2 separate regions of the Mus musculus genome follow, and region 1 is linked to region 2. The links are chromatin contacts, called in public Hi-C maps. All regions are on one chromosome and are shown on one strand. Each heading gives the region's core, a stretch centred on a gene start, on an enhancer-like site or on the middle of the called end of the contact. The rest is flanking DNA. Distances are from core to core; before and after follow the strand shown. Region 1 overlaps Fstl4 (follistatin-like 4). Region 2 overlaps Fstl4 (follistatin-like 4).

Region 1 (5,323 bases), core at 1,484-3,983, 260 kb before region 2:
ACACACACACACACACACACACAAACAGACATAGACACACACACACACACACACACGGACACACACACAGACACACACACACACACACACACACACATGGACACGGACACGGACACACAGACACACAAACACACTTAGACACACATCCCAGAGTCCAATGTGGCTTTTTTATCACTGAGCTGTGTGGCCCTCAGGATTGGCAGACCCTGCAGAACCTCCCCCCTTTCTAATAGGACATTAAAATGGTAGACATCTTTCTGTTTCCTAAGATATCCTTATGTCTGGGCAGAGTAACTCCCTCCAGGATGAATACTATCATGGGCTATCATGGGCTCTGGCTGCTGGGAGACACCTATTACTGGCATTATATGAGTGACATAGAGTTTCTGGGTCACTTGGATAGAAGAGAGATAGGAAGCTCTGGCTGCTGGCTTCTGATGTTCACAGTGGGATAGCCTGTGGGGGCATCATGGCATGGGCTGGTGGTGGGGGTGGATGTGGGAGTGGGTGTGGGGATCAAGGTCTCCTCTTCTTCCTCTCCCAGACAGTTAGTGTGAACACACTCTCTGGGGCAGCCTGACTGCAGAAGACAGCTTCTGGGTCAGTGACAGTAGCCGTAGGTCCCCGAGGGTTGAGGTGAGTGGAGCTCGGGGCCAGATCTGAGACACAGGAGAAAGATAGCTGTTTCAGTAAAGAAACCAATAGGTGGTCTGGAAGTAACTCAAGTGCAGGCCAAATGTCATCGGCTCCAGGGACCTTGGGTTGGAGTGGAAACCATCACTTCCTCTTCGAGAGGGAGGCACATTGTAACCTGGGATCCTCTTGCAAGGGCTGCTGTGGCTGGCACTCAGCCCTGCTGCTTCTTCAGGGTGTGGCGTGCCTTCTTTTGGGGTTGTCTGCTCTTATAAGCTGCTTGGGGTGAAGCTATATGCATATGAGGTACTGGTGTGGGCAGTACTTCAGCAGAGGCCCTGAAGGGTCCAGGTGGGACTTTCTGACAAGGTGAAAGTCCTATCAATGGAGCCGTAGCCACATGGAGGAGAACCTTGAGCAGGAACCACGGTAGCCACTCTGAATGTGTCCTGGGTGAACTTAGAGAGGAGGAAAGACCCGAGATCAGCCATGGGCCTCCCGCTTGTTCTGGGTCCCTTCTTGGGTTACCTGGGACTCTTCTTGGAGACACGTTCAAGTTTAGGTTGGAAAGTCTCTGGTCCTGTGAAACGGCTGCATTTGGTCACATTACTCTGTGGCCAAAACCCAGTAGCTCCCCTGAGTCTATGGGGAAACAGCAAAGGCTGCTAACATTAACATTCCAGGCCTTGTGGGGGTCTCTCCACAGCTGGGGCCTTTCTACTGCTCTCTCTTGCTTTTCCTGGTTGCAGGAAGCTCCATTCAGGGCCGTTCCTTTCTGCAGCCCTTCCAACAGGTGTTCATAGAAGTCCTGACCCTCCCAGTGTGCTGGGGACAGCATCTTTGCTCTGCTCAGGGCCCCAGCACGGGGCTTTTGCGGCTCACTGGCACTTTGTAAGCAAATCAATGCTAAAATGATGACTGGCAAGCAGGGTGCGGTGCTCTCTGCAGAACACAGGCGGCTCATCGCTCGCCTCCAGGCTAGAGAGGAGCATTGACTTTCTGATCAAATATTATTCTGATGCGCAAGGCATCTTTGATGTTTGCAAGTCAGAAAAGTTTAATTACATGTGTCATTAGGATGGCATTCTCTAATAGCTCTGTGACTGAATTCATTAACAGAATCCTTAACAGATAAGACAAGACAAATTAATATTTTGTTGCCCATGAAAGCGTCTCATTAAGAGAATAGTGGAAAAGTGATTAATATTTTCTTGCCAATCAAGATGTCTCATACAAATGACAAAGGAAGGAGCCCCACACCCTTTTGTGTCTTCTAATCTCCCTGCCTCGGGTTTGGAAGGCTGATCCGCTCCCTTGGTTGGAAGCCATGTTGGGTACCAGGCATTAATCATAACTCGGTTGATTGTATTTCAGCACTCACAGGGCGGGGGCAGTGAATGCTGAGATAGATGGCTGAGAGGCTCAGAAAACCCTGAGAACCTTAGAGTCTTTGGTCCTCGCTGGCTGTTCTCCCCTGGCCAACTCTTGTTTCATAAATGCCCCAGGCTTTCTAAGGATCTGGCTGTTGCTCCCTTTGGCCTGACTTTGGTTCCTCCCCTCCTTCTTCTCCTGGGAGGGAGGGGGAGGCTGCTGCCAACCCTTCTGGGTATCAGGTACTGATCTGGGTGTTTTCCACACATGGTCAACTTAATATTAATAATGTTATTATTAATAATAATGAATAATGAAAATGAAGGTGATAATGATGTTCATAGAGTAGTCTCTGCTGAGAACATTCCATGCATCTCGTCTCTGTAAATCTATAAGGGAAGTACCATCTCTCATTTAGCTCCATATCACAGATGAGGAACATTGAGACTTAACAAAGGTCAGGGGCCCTTTACAAGGTCACTCAATTAAGTGATAAGCTGAGACTCAAACCTAGGTCCCTTCGAACCCACGGCCTACGTTCTTCATTAGCGGGTGATGCTCCCCTCTCCCTGATGTAGAGGAGGCAACCACCGTGGGCATTGTGTGAGTGCGCTTGCATGTAGTGAGGACCCCCGTGGAGCAGGTGCCGCCTGTTTGCAGGCTACCTACTCAACCATGAGCAAGTGTTTCTGGGGAGGTAACGAGGGACCATTAATCTCTGGTTGCACCCACAATTATCCAAATTGCTAACCTGATTTGAAAAGGAGAAATGCAATCGAGTTGGTGCTGGAGGCATGTTTGAGTAATTTAATTAACTGACGGCAAGTGCACTAAGGAGCGTTTGCCTCTGCTTTTATTTCTGATGTGTTTAAATAGAGCACCAAGCAATGCTCGGGAGGTTACTCAGTCACCAGTGGCCCCGGCCTAGCGAGGAGGAGACAGTCACAGTGGCCAAAGTCATTTGTGAATGGATGCTAATTATGAGAGGTGCTGTATACACAAGCTCACATACCCAACACACACACACACACACACACGAGACACTGAATTTTCTTGCTATGATCTCAGGCAAAGCCTCGCCATCTTGGATCCAGAGAATGAAGGGATCAAGGATTCTACTCATTGAGTGTCTACCAGGCACCCACCAGGGCAGTGCTTCACCGACACTCAGAGATGGAGGAGAGAGGATACTGGCTGTCCTCATCACATAGGGGAAACCTCAGGGAAATAACCCTGCCTGTGTGACAAGATGGTTGAGGACATTCCTTAGCCGGATCTGCCAGCTTAGAAACTCCAGAGTGGTCACCCTTTTCTAGCTGTTTCTCCTATGAGCTGCAGGTTCTACCCAGAGGGGCCCAGAGTCTTGACTCTCCACTCTAATGGCACCTATTCTTTGGGCTGCACCTCTTACACCATGATAGACTCAGCACTGAAGGATCTTCAGATCATGGGTTTAGCTGACATCTTGAGGCTGGCTGCACCATTGACCACAGTCTCTGCTTGTGTTTGCATGTCCCCAGGGATAGGAGGCTTACTCTGCCATGAGACAGGCTCAATGGCAGCAATGGCAAACCATCTCATGAGCTCAGATCAGTCTCCTTTGTGGTCACATGGTTCAGGTCAGGTCCCTCTCTTCCCCACCCCCATTCTACTTCCTTATAGATCTGACCATTCATCCCGTGAGTCTTCCTTTTCTGACACAAGCATCCTATTGTGGACCCACTGTTCTGTCTTGAGTCAAGAAGACCAGGGCAGTCTCCTCTGCTTGAAAACTGTACTCCTCTTATTTTAGCCCAAGACCCACAGCTACCCCAGCATCTCCCCAACATGGGTAGCATTGCTGATGTCTGGGCCGCCACATCAACCCTCTGCCAAAGCTAGACCATTTGATATATTAGATCTTCTTGAAGTTCACCTTCTTGAAGTTCAGTGGAAGGGAGGGGCTTCCCAGGTTGCTTTCTTAGAGATACATTTACCAGGGATCAGCAGGCCCAGGGATTCCTCAAAATCACAAAGCACTGGCTCTTCAGGGTGCAGAAGTATTCCTATTGGTCACACCAGTATCAGGCTATGTAAACTCACCCACCTGCTCTCTTCTGATGAGGAATGTGTATGTGAGTATGTATGGTGTGTTCTGTGTTGTGTTGTGTTGTGTTGTGTTGTGTGTGTGGTGTATGTGTGCATGCTGTATGGGTTTTGTGTGTGTCATGTAGTGATGTGTGTATGTCTCTGTGTGCCTGTGTGTGGTATGTGTATATGTGTGCATATGTGTGCATGTGTGTGTATGTTGGGTGTATGGGTTTATATGTACAGAAGCTCTCGAAGTTGGCATCAGTTTGTAAATGCCTTTGGACACTGTGATTGGTTCCATGCTAAGCCAGGGCTACTCGTGACTGAATAACCTACATGTCTGTCTGGGGAAGAGAGGTAGCTTGAAGGACTTTGAATCTGCATGTACTTACCCCACGAAGAAGATCCTCAAAGCAAGCCTCCTCTGGCCTCACTTGTCACCTCCCACCTCATCTGTCACATACCTTCCCTTCAGCCAGTCACCCTGCTCACTTTTGCCTTCTATAGGGACCACCCTTCTGCCCATCTAGTAGAGAGAGGGAGTCCCCTCCTTGCAACTACATCTCTCTCTGGCTCTGAAGCCTTCTGCCTGGCTGTGCTCTCTGGCAGCTTATGACCCATCCCTGTGAGGGATGAGAGTATGCTCATACAGAATATTCCTCTCCAGATACCAGGCTTAGGGCCTTTGGTAAAACAGGGCCCGGGCCAGGTGCCACCTGCCCTGGCCATGTGCCTCCCAGTCAATATCCCCTGTGACTAGACATGACTATCATCAGGATGGTAACTGTCATTCATCACATCCTTTTCATTCAGGGACTCGGATCCTCTAAAGCTGTCAGGCTGAGTATGGACCTAATAAAAGAAAGCCCTCTGCCACTACTGCCACATGGTGCCCCACAAGTTGGCATCCCCAGGACATACTCGGGCACTCGGTGACTTACATTGATGTCTTCCAGGCCTAGGAAGCTCAGAGTGAGCCCGTTGCGTTTCCAGATGATTGGTGGCCTCAGGTCTCCACGAATAGCACAGGTCAGCACTGTGCTCAGGCCCACGGTCACGGTAGTCACACTGACCTTGTCCTCAGGGGCGAGGCTTAGCTGAATCACCTCTGTAGAGGGACAGGAGAGAGTGGTCAGAGGCAGACATAGAGGTCAAATCCCAACTCTAGGTAAACAGTTATGGATTCACTCAAGGGCAGGGCCAAAGGAAGCTTTGGGTCCCCCAGAAATGGGTTATAATGTGACAGTTA
Region 2 (4,741 bases), core at 635-3,134:
AACTAAACATGACTGTATGCCTTTACCACAGGGGATGACATTGTGAGAAAGTTAAGCTCTGACCATAGCATTAGGGAAGGTGATGTCATCAGGGTGGGCCCATGTAAGCAGTGGGAGATGTGGGCTCAGAAAGGGAGAGAGAATACAAAGGGACAACTGCATTCAAGACAGAGGCAGTCACTGGAATGATGTTGCCACAACCCAGAAACACTCCGTCCTGGGGAGAGGAAGAAGAAGAGGAAGACCCCTAGACAGATGCTCTGGAGAGAACACTCAGTTTTGGCCTTTAGCCTATAGTACTATGGAAAAGTAGCCATCAATGCTCTAAGCTTAGGGCAGGCCCAGGACACTACTGCAGGTACGGGACCAGACAAGGAAATTGTTCGGGGCCTTCTCCAGCTAGGGGCAGAGAGGAACAGAGAGATCAGTATCTCTGCGGGGCATGTGGCAGAAGACATTGGGATGTTAAGGAATATAGCAGCTCTATAGCAGCTCTATCAGCCAGCAAAAAAATTGGGGACTTTAGTCCTGTTGTCATGAGAGGCTGAAATCAGTCAGCACTCGGCAGTAGGGCACAGAGGTGAGCTTGCCCCTTGAACCTCGAGAAAGAGCCCACGGATGCCTAAGCCAAGAACAGCACTGAACTGGCCAAGACACTTATTAAACTAGAGCAGCTTCAAGAGCCCACGTTTGTGCTAGGTCCCCAAGTGTGTAGTCATCTGTCTGCAGGGCACAGAGAGCCCACGCTGAGACGAAGACAGGTCCATGACTCAAGGATCTCTTTACCCTGAAGGGCTGATGATTTAAAAGCAAATCAGATAATTTCAAGACATAAATCAAAACGATCACGGATAACTGCCTCTCACGGTTCCCAGGGAAAGGAAACCACACCCGACACCAGAAACAAATACAGAGGTTGGTCACAGACAACAGCATGCGGGTAAATATTTAACAATCTGTTATCTGTGAAAAGGAACAGGTCATTTTCAAAGCCCCGATTCATAGCACTTGCCAGTGACCATGTGTGAATGGCTCCTGGCATGGCCACATGCAAACAACAGGCTCAGAAAATTCCCAAAGATGGGGGGCAGTAAGCACCCGTGAGCCAGCAGGTGCTGGCTGCAGCACAAAGCTAAATGGCGAGAGCTGTCACCAACAGTTGACTTCAGATGAGCCCGGATGGATAGACACGAGGAGGGGCAGCCAAGACACATCCTACCTCCCCCTCCCAAAGTACAGAGGTGCTGCCTCCCTAGACCACCTCAGCCCAGACCGATTCAATCACTTGTTACTTCTTCTGATGTCTGCTTGCTGATCTCAAACTCTCAACCTTTCACCCAGAATACATGCTTCATTTCAGTCTGCAAAGACAAGACATCTTCTCTCCAACTCCACATCCAACTCAGCCCCCATCATCCCTTGGCCTCTGAAGACCTGGTCCTCCCATGTCTCCCTATTTCAGCATCTGGTGCTTCTGTCCAAAGGCAAACGGTAGGAATCTAGGACACAGCTCCAGTGTGGCTTTTTCTTTTCCTTTCCCCATTGCCAGTGAGGCACTGGGGTTCAACAGCGTGCTCCTCAAACACAGAAGAGCATAGATACTGACCGGCAGTTCTCCATCTATCTTATCCCAATCCTCCAGAATGGGTCATCTAGATTATAGTGGTGGCCTCCTGACTCAGCTCCTCATAGCCACTCATCTATCCCTATTCTGTACAATAGAATGACCACACAGAACTGCACACCTACTCTTTCCAGCCATATCCATGATTGAAACCTGCTTGTCAATTCTCTCATTCGAAGCCCCCTATCCTAGACCATAGCCACTCATGCAGTCCTTGCCACATCTCCTGTGTTACCTTGTTTCAGATATTTCCTCCTCCTGCCTGTGCGGTTGGCTTTTCCTTTCCACTTCCTCCTGCCTGAGCTCTTGGCCAACTCCCCTGCTGCTCTTCTCCAGGGCTCTGCCTGGTCAGCCAGGCCTCAGCTTTCAGCCCTGAGCATTAATAGCTAAGAATCTTTCTGATTTCCTAAGACTATTGGGTGCCCAGGACCCCCTGTTCATCTGCTTCACAGCTCTTATCCCAATTATAATCACTCATTTATAGAATAATTTAATGCCTACCCCCTCTCTGAAAAAAATATATTATATATATATATGTACATATATATGTATATATAGTTTATGTATGTGCCTGAGTGCATGCATGTGTATCATATGTGTACAACATCTATGGATATCAGAAGAGGGCATCAGCTCCTCTAAAACCAGAGTTACAGGCAGTTGTGAACTGGCCTGTGGAAGCTGGAAACCAAGTCTAGCAAATGCCCTTAGCCACTGAGTGGGATCCCCTTCTCTTGGATTGAAAGAGGGCATGGCACTGTAAGCCAAGCTGTTGCTTTGTTGTGGTGCTACGATGACTTTTCTCTGCAGAGGTCACATAAGAAATATAGAATTAAGTACAAAACCTGAAGTCAGATGGAAATATACAGAAAGATTTCAGTTGTGGAAACAATATAAATGTTTATTAGACTAGGCCGGGGACAGATAGAACGGCAACAAACACTAAGTCTTGTTGATGGGATACCAAGGAAAAGACAAGAGGGAGGAGAGGGTGTGTGTGTGTGTGTGTGTGTGTGTGTGTGTGTATTCATACGTATGGATGGGACTACATGCCATAGCATTTGTATGGAGGTCAGAGGACAAGCAAGGTGTCAGAACTTGCCATCCCTCTGGTTAAGACAGGGTCCCCTTGTTTTCTGCCTCACACTCCAGGCCAGCTGGCTCAGGCACTTTCAGGGACGCACCTGTTTCTGCCTCCCATCTCCCCATAGAAGTGTGGGGATTACAGAAGCTCACGCTGTGTGCTTGGCTTTTTCATAGGTTCTGGGGATTCAAACTCAGGATCTCACACTTGCATGGTAGCATTTTTATCCACTAAGCCATCTTCACTGTCCCACAACTAGTTCTGTCTTCCTCTGTCTATGAAGTTATGAATTCAGTTTTTTATAAGAAAGGGTTTTGTCTTTATAATCAGAAAAAAAAAGAGTATTATGTGAGGCATCACATCGAGGCTAAGGAACAGACGAATCTGTCCTGCCTTCATTCCACAGTGACCAGCAGGTCGCTCACTGGACACATGTGTCCTCCCAGCACACCTGTGGCGGCAGCAGGTTCCTGCAGGCAGACATCTGGGTCCCAGAAGGTACCTGTCACATTAGGTGCCTGAGACAAGATTTTCTTCCCCGAGTCTAACTGGGCCCCAATGACAAACAACAGGTACAGAAAGCCCAGCCTTGCAAATCTGCTTAATCAAAGCCCAAGGGAGAGCCTTTGCCATTAAGCAGGGTTTTTATTTCCTTCGGGATGAAGATATTTTAGAATAAATTTCTCTCTTATTCCAAAGAATGAATTCTTAAAAGAGAGGACACATTCCCTACACACATTGCCCACAGCTGCCTGGCTTTTTTTTTTTTTTTTTTTTACCAGTAGATGAGAAACAGCAACTCTACCATCTCTGTGATAAATTAAGGCTCCTACTAGCAGACGGAGCAACGGAAGGTTGTTTGTAACATTAATACTCCCGGGGCCTGAAATCACGGCATCGGGGCTGCATATCAACGTCTGGCAGAAACAAATCAGTTGCAAGATAAAATCCAATAAACTACATCTCTGCTCGATGCCCATCAAACATACCCATCTTACTTGCTTGGGAATATATCTTTCAGATTGGTTTATTTAAGGCGAGACAACTGCCAGATCCCAGACAGCGGGGCAGCTGGGCCGCCTGCCAATCCCAAGCAGGTGTGGGGTCTCTTCCTGGTGCTTGGAGAAAGACCTTTAGTTTCAGGAAGTCTTTATTAGAAGGGAAGTCATTGTGGCTATCACTCAAACTCACCTCTTTGGTAAAATGCTGATAAAATACGTGCGTGCGTGCGTGTGCGTGTGTGTGTGTGTGTGTGTGTGTGTGTGTGTGTGTGTGTGAGAGACTCTATTTGATTATCCAGGGATTTATGACTCAGCAGATTTATACCCTGACCCAGCTATAAAGTTTGGCCTAAGGTAGACCCTAACCACAGATTCAGCCAAGTCAGAATCTACTGAAGCCAGAGGTGAAAAACTGTCTGACAGCAGGTGACCTTGAGCCAGGGTTGAAGTAAAGACACAGAAGAGTTGCAGAAGCCATTATTAGCTTCCTGACTAGCCCAGATGACTTGATTCTATCAACCTGTCACCCTGAAAGGCCGACAGCTCAGTCCTAGAGGAAAGAACAAAGCCACAGATAAGATTTCAAGGGTTGAGCAGAGCAGACTGGAAACTCAATTTGGTGGACAAGAAGGGGAGGAGAGCGAAGCTCTGGTTTCTGATTCCCCCATGAGTTCAGATAATTCATGGGCCCAATAACTCACATATGCATATATACAAAAGTTCATACATACTCATGGTATATATCATATCATATCATATCATATCAATGTGTGCCCACACACTCGTGAGTGTGAAATTCCAGAGACTTGTGGAAGTCTGTTTTTCCTTCCATCACGTAGTTCCTGGAGATTGAATAAAGCTCACTGAAGTTCTGCTTAGAAGATTCCAGAAGCCTAGGGTAGGTGAGGGACAAGATGGGCAGGACACCAGCATGTTTCTTCAGTAAATGGGGATGTATCTACTGGGACCTGGAGAATGCCCACACAGAGGGCATTAACTGAATGAATAACTAAATGGCAGAGCAGTGCTCAC

The links. A called contact is a pair of places that touch in the nucleus more often than the background predicts.
Region 1: a Hi-C map of the N1E-115 cell line shows a contact between it and region 2, with 2.2 times the contacts expected there. The contact joins two enhancer-like sites. A contact is called at or near these places in 3 of 484 Hi-C or Micro-C datasets (the N1E-115 cell line, embryonic stem cells and nephron progenitors).

Annotation. Positions count from the first base shown.
Region 1 is chr11:53,133,886-53,139,208 of GRCm38.p6, reverse strand. It overlaps Fstl4 (follistatin-like 4), which reads right to left. Exons shown (of 16, transcript NM_177059.3): 7 at 5,016-5,182. Among named protein-coding and RNA genes, the nearest start is that of Gm11186, 16 kb to the right of the region's middle. Within about 2 kb of position 2,733, at least 2 of the 459 cell types and tissues checked have an H3K27ac peak or open chromatin away from gene starts, as enhancers often do. A contact at or near this core is called in the N1E-115 cell line, where this site is marked.
Region 2 is chr11:52,877,339-52,882,079 of GRCm38.p6, reverse strand. The region is part of intron 3 of Fstl4 (follistatin-like 4); the gene reads right to left. Among named protein-coding and RNA genes, the nearest start is that of Fstl4, 120 kb to the right of the region's middle. RefSeq lists an enhancer at 3,577-4,741. Within about 2 kb of position 1,884, at least 6 of the 459 cell types and tissues checked have an H3K27ac peak or open chromatin away from gene starts, as enhancers often do. A contact at or near this core is called in the N1E-115 cell line, where this site is marked.